Linked DNA regions of Mus musculus: region 2 is linked to region 1. The links are chromatin contacts, called in public HiChIP or PLAC-seq maps. All regions are on one chromosome and are shown on one strand. Each heading gives the region's core, a stretch centred on a gene start, on an enhancer-like site or on the middle of the called end of the contact. The rest is flanking DNA. Distances are from core to core; before and after follow the strand shown. Region 1 holds the start of Oxt (oxytocin). Region 2 overlaps Atrn (attractin).

Region 1 (2,700 bases), core at 88-2,587:
TGGTTTCCTTGGGGCCTGCGTGAGAATTCAGCTCTGTGGAAACCTTATGGTTCTGTAACTACCCTCCCCTGGCCAAGACCCTGCCTTCTAGGCCAGGATTGCCCCCTCAACCTCTGAGGTCACAGCTAAAGCCCCCTCTCAGATATGGAAGTGACTGAACTAGTTCCCCTGCCTCCTAGCCTGCCTTGTTAGGCTCCTCAGTCCCCTGTTAGGCGTTGCCCTTTCCCACAGAAGTCCACCGTTGCTGTTTGGACTTCCAAATTCTTCTCTTAAGTCTATCAGGCCCAGCCCAGTTGAAATGGAAATGGGGCTAATGGGAGATGGCAGCCCATAGAGCACCCCTCGGTCCCCGAGCAGCCTGCTGGACTGTTTTTGCTACAAAATGCCAAGATCCACGGCGTTCCCGGTGCCTTTCCTCCCTCCCGTTTCCGACAATTAGACACCAGTCAAGTTTGAAGAGGAAATCTACTTTATTTTTCTTTTCTTTTCTTTTCTTTTCTTTTTTTTTTTTTTTTCTGGCAGTGGCCATGGGGAACGAAGGAAGCGCGCTAAAGGTATTCCCAGAAAGTGGGCTCAGCGCTCCGAGAAGGCAGACTCAGGGTCGCAGGCGGGGTCTGTGCGGCAGCCATCTGCAAGAGAAATGGGTCAGTGTTCTGAGCTGCAAACCCGACGGCTCCTTGCCGGGTCACCCTGCTGGGCCCCCTCCTGCTCACCCGGGCTGCAGCAGATGCCTGTGGCGGCGCAGCGGCCTCCGCTCCCGCAGGGCTTCTGGCCAGACTGGCAGGGCGAAGGCAGGTAGTTCTCCTCCTGGCAGCGCAGCGCCTCGGCGGTGCCCACGAAGCAGCCCAGCTCGTCCGCGCAGCAGATGCTTGGTCCGAAGCAGCGTCCTTTGCCGCCCGGGCCGCAGGGGAGACACTGTGGGGAAGGATGCGGGTGGGCGCCGTGCACAATCCGAATCCGGACTGTGGCAGAGCGAGGGGCAGTGGGTGCTCCGGCATTGTCGTTACCTTCACGGCGTCAAGAGGGAGCCTAACACTTCCCAAAGCCCTGGGTTCCCACGCGAGGCCTTGGTAGGGCTGGCAAGTGTGCGGGAATGCTCTCTGTAGGTGGGAGAGCTTCTCTGGTCCTTAGCATCGCCAGAACGGGAAGGGAAGGGACAGGGTCGGGGAGACTCACCTTGCGCATATCCAGGTCCAGCACAGCCCTCTTGCCGCCCAGGGGGCAGTTCTGGATGTAGCAGGCCGAGGTCAGAGCCAGTAAGCCAAGCAGGCAGCAAGCGAGACTGGGGCAGGCCATGGCGATGGTGCTCAGTCTGAGATCCGCTGTAGGTGATGGTTTCTCCGGCCCAGACCGACCTTTTTATGTCTGGGCACTGCCATGGTGGAGCACTGTCTAAAGAGGGTGACAGCATGACTGGTCACAGAAGGTCTCTTGGGTCAAATTGTTCCACGCTGTTTAGAGGCAGGCCCTTCATTTGCAGGGTCTGGGCTAGGGTCAAGGTCATCGTCTCTGCTAATGACCTGGAACTCAAAAGAGAAGCAGCCTGGAAGGGGTGGCCTAGGCTACAAGAGGCTAGAGAGACTTGGGAGGGGTTGGAGGTGCGCCCTAGCCAGGAGCTGTTTTTCACAGATATCCAATATCTCAGAATAAGGCAGGATAGGGCAAGTGAGTGAGGGAGCCCTTACATGGACCTGAAACTTAGATGGGGAAAAAGATGGCGTCTTGTTCAATCTCTGAATGCACCTCAGCTCTTCTAACTAGCCCGTAAAACAAAGTCTCAGTAGAGATCAAAACCAAAACACAGTTAACAGACCAAATTAAAATAAAAAGAAAGAAAAATTACAGCAAAAGGAAAATTACACTAGTATTTAAAACTCTGTATTAGAACCTGCTGTGTAGACCAGGCTGGCCTTGAACTCACAGCGCTCCATCTGCTTCTGTCTCCCAAATGCTGAGTTTAGTTATCCACTACCACACTAGGTGCCTAGACTCCTGTTTGAGAAAACAGTGGCCATCAGCTGCTGGAGTGTGGCCAACAGGTGGCCTCAGCTACAGCAAGCCATTTGTGCCAAGGTCATACCCTTCTCAGGTGGCCACATATAATGGTTGGCCCATTTTGGTGCAATCAATTGGGCAGCTCTGGGTACATTTCAGGTTTGGGCTGCAGGTCTGCATAGGTCTGCATGGGAAGGGTGTTACATGCAGCCCAGTAGCAGAGTACTTGCCTAGTGTGTGAGCGACGTTGGGTGGGGCAAGTCCCCCGCATGATGGTAGCAGTACATTTTGGGAACAGTTTTTGCATTTCAATTTTAATTTTGTGTGTGTACATTTGTGCACGCAGGTTTCCTTGGCGACCAGAAGAGGGTGCTGGATCCCCAGGAGCTGTCATTAAAGGGGATCATGGGTAGGCCTATGTGGGTGCCCAGGACAAAATTTGGTTCTCTGAAAGAGCAGTGTGCAGGCTAATCATCTCTCCAGCCCCTTAAAATGAAATACATATCAAGAGAGGGTGCTGGGGGTGCACACCTTTAATCCCAGAACTCAGGAGACAGAGGCAGGAGAATTTCTGTTAGTTCCAGGACAGCCAGGGCTTCAAACTAAAACCAAAATCAACCAAAACAAAAGAAAGACAGACAGACAAAGCATAGCAGGAAGACACGGAAGACTCAACCCCTTCATTTTATGGCTGAGAAATCAAAA
Region 2 (2,700 bases), core at 164-2,663, 360 kb before region 1:
GAACGCCATGCCATGTAGTGCTTACTAGTGTGATCCCGTCTCAATAAAAACAAATAGGTTTTTCTGCTAACATGTAGTGGGTTATAATTGTTGCTTTTAAATGAGTTAGTAAATAATATTTCTTGGGTTGAATATGAGACACAACAAATAAACAAGAGTTACTTGGAAATTTCAAAGTTTTGTTCAGAGACTAAAATGCTTTGCCCTAAATGACAGGCACAAAAAAGGAAAAAAAAGAGAAGATAGACAGATGGAAGGACAGAGGGCCAGGGAAACAGGCTACAGTGGTTATTCTGATGGCTCATTTACTGTTTTGCTGATAATAAAATCAATATTTAGAAAAATGATATAATAGCATTATTATATAAAGATTTAAGCAAACTATTAAAAAGATTTTAACTAAGTTTTTTAAACTATTAGAAATATGCAAATTTCTGGTATGTATCTTTCATTTATAACATTAAGTCAACTTGGAACCTAAAAAAAAAAAACCCACAAATTAAAGGAATTATTTAACAATAGAGCACTTGCTTAGTGAAGTCATAGGTTCAATCCCTATCACCCAAAAAAGAAAATTTCCTTTTAATTTTTTATTTTATTATTTGTGTGTGTGCGTGCATGCACAAGCGTGGGAGTCAGAAGACAACTTTCAGGAGTCACTCTTCCACTGTGGGAGCCAGGGATTAACTCACATAACCAGACTTGTTCAGCAAGCACTTTACCCACTGAGCCATCTCTCTGGTCCCCCAAAAAGTAAATTTTAAAAAGCAAGAACACTATCCAAATGAAAAGCATCAATGAACGGTATTTTAGCAGCAGGGCATGGTGGTCCACACCTACCACCCTAGCACTTGGGAAGCAGAGGTAGCATAGCAAAATTCAAGGTCAGCCTGAGTTACTCAGTCAGAAAGGTCCTGTCTCAAGAAATAGCAATAACACACATGGAAGTATTTTGTGCTATACTGTGCTCTTATAATAAATTAAAATAAAGTCAGCCATTATAACTTACTGTCCTTCAATGAGCCATGTGCACTTCGTCTTATATTTATAATTCCCAGGTCCATCTGTTACAAATCCAGAAGAGCCAGTTAGTCTGTAATTTAAATAAAGAAAAAATGTTAGTCAAAATTTCTTACAGTATTATCTTTCTTGGTTGTAAAGACAAAGAAATTCATCAGACTGATACAACAGCATGTACTACAACTAGGAGAACACGCCTGGACGGTTGCATTCACGCTGGATGAATAAGTATCTGTGTAGGGAGAATCTCCTGTGCGATGTATGGAAGCATCACCTGTCTGTACAATGCTGTTGCCTATTAGCTTAGACGGGGAGAGCGGAGGTGCAAGCTCCAGCACAGAGAGGACTTCTAGAGTAGAGTCCGTTGTGCAAGTAAATGGGGGGAGACGAGGACAGACGGACTATGACGCAAGGATGGGGGTTGGGGAGCAGCAACAGAGGATAGGACATTACACAACTGAGAAGACAGTCGCCTGAAACTGAAGGAGGGGTATGTAGCCTCATGGCATGACTTAGACTAGTTTAAATGGGATAACTGAGCTATGAACCCGTGGAAATCAGCCAAAGCTATTGGCCTAGGCATTCATTCATATATAAGACGTCTCAGAGTCATTTCTGGACCTAGGGTAGGATGCCTGTGGAAAAGTCTGTGGTTATATATCTGCCACCCACACAAAAGGATACATTCAAAGCAAAAGGGATTAAACAATAACAAAACAACTAAATCATTTTAGTTATGAAAGCAAAGTTACACTTCATGTCAGAAAAATGGCTACAAAAGTCAGGAGTGGTCTGGCTTATGCCTGCAATCTAAAATTTTAGAAGGCTATGGCAAGAGAATCACCAGCTCAAGTTACCTAGGCAGTTCCAGGCCAGCCTAGGTTAGAGAGTGAGACTATGTCTCATAAAATAAAATAAAACAAATAAATAACTTAAAACCATAAATATAAAGTTTTTTTTAACGCCTAGTTGCAAAGCTAAGTAGTTCCAAGGAAATACAGGTGAAACTGCAATGCAGAAGACAGCAGTCTGTGTGCTCCACAACACCAGAAGACCCATCCAGACTCACTTCTGCACTCAATGGCCACTTGCTACCTTACCATAGCAGTATGCATCAGAGCCTAGATTTCTAACTCAGTGGAGTGCCTGGATTTTCATAATTTTGCAACTTCCTCATATAAGGCGTATCTGACATATCATTAACATTTTGACTCCACTAATTCTAGTGCCGGTCTATCTTCTCATGGTTTTATCATTTATACTTTCTCCTTTGTAAATTAATGAAAATTCTACAGAAGGAACTAGAGAGATGGCTCAGTGGTTAAGAGCACTAACTGCTCTTCCAGAGGACCTAGGTTCATCTCTCAGCACCCACATGGCAACTCACACCATCTGTAACTCCAGCTGACTTCCTAGGCACCAGGAACACACATGGTACAACAAGCCAAACAGTCATATACAAAAAACAAAATAAAAATGAAACTTGACTATATTCATTTGCCAAAGCCCAATTTGCTAACTTTTTTTTCAGGTTAATGTTTAATACCTCTTTTATAGAAAGGACACCTTTCCATGTCTGTATTTTCTAGAAGATACATTTTCTCAACTTTGTTTTGTGTCAAGTATCTCTGGCTACTTAGAACATAATATACAAAGGTGCTACTTGCTTCCTCACTTCCA

The links. HiChIP or PLAC-seq counts read pairs in DNA pulled down with a chosen protein or histone mark.
Region 2: an H3K27ac HiChIP or PLAC-seq map of acute myeloid leukemia shows a contact between it and region 1, with 3 times the contacts expected there. The contact joins the enhancer-like site here to the promoter of Oxt in region 1. A contact is called at or near these places in 5 of 39 promoter capture datasets (the C10 cell line, HPC-7-derived erythroid cells, cranial neural crest and 2 more), 1 of 15 datasets of contacts at CTCF or cohesin (pro-B cells), 4 of 484 Hi-C or Micro-C datasets (the G1E-ER4 cell line, the THB-7 cell line, cerebral cortex and 1 more), 1 of 115 datasets of contacts at active chromatin or transcription factors (acute myeloid leukemia) and 2 of 9 other capture datasets (embryonic stem cells and pancreatic islet).

What each region holds. Positions count from the first base shown.
Region 1 is chr2:130,574,806-130,577,505 of GRCm38.p6, reverse strand. Oxt (oxytocin) reads right to left here and starts at 1,337. Exons shown (of 3, transcript NM_011025.4): 1 at 1,177-1,337; 2 at 714-915; 3 at 452-629. The coding sequence starts at 1,296. The coding sequence ends at 574.
Region 2 is chr2:130,931,779-130,934,478 of GRCm38.p6, reverse strand. It overlaps Atrn (attractin), which reads right to left. Exons shown (of 29, transcript NM_009730.3): 2 at 1,010-1,093. Among named protein-coding and RNA genes, the nearest start is that of Atrn, 27 kb to the right of the region's middle. Within about 2 kb of position 1,413, at least 31 of the 459 cell types and tissues checked have an H3K27ac peak or open chromatin away from gene starts, as enhancers often do. A contact at or near this core is called in acute myeloid leukemia, where this site is marked.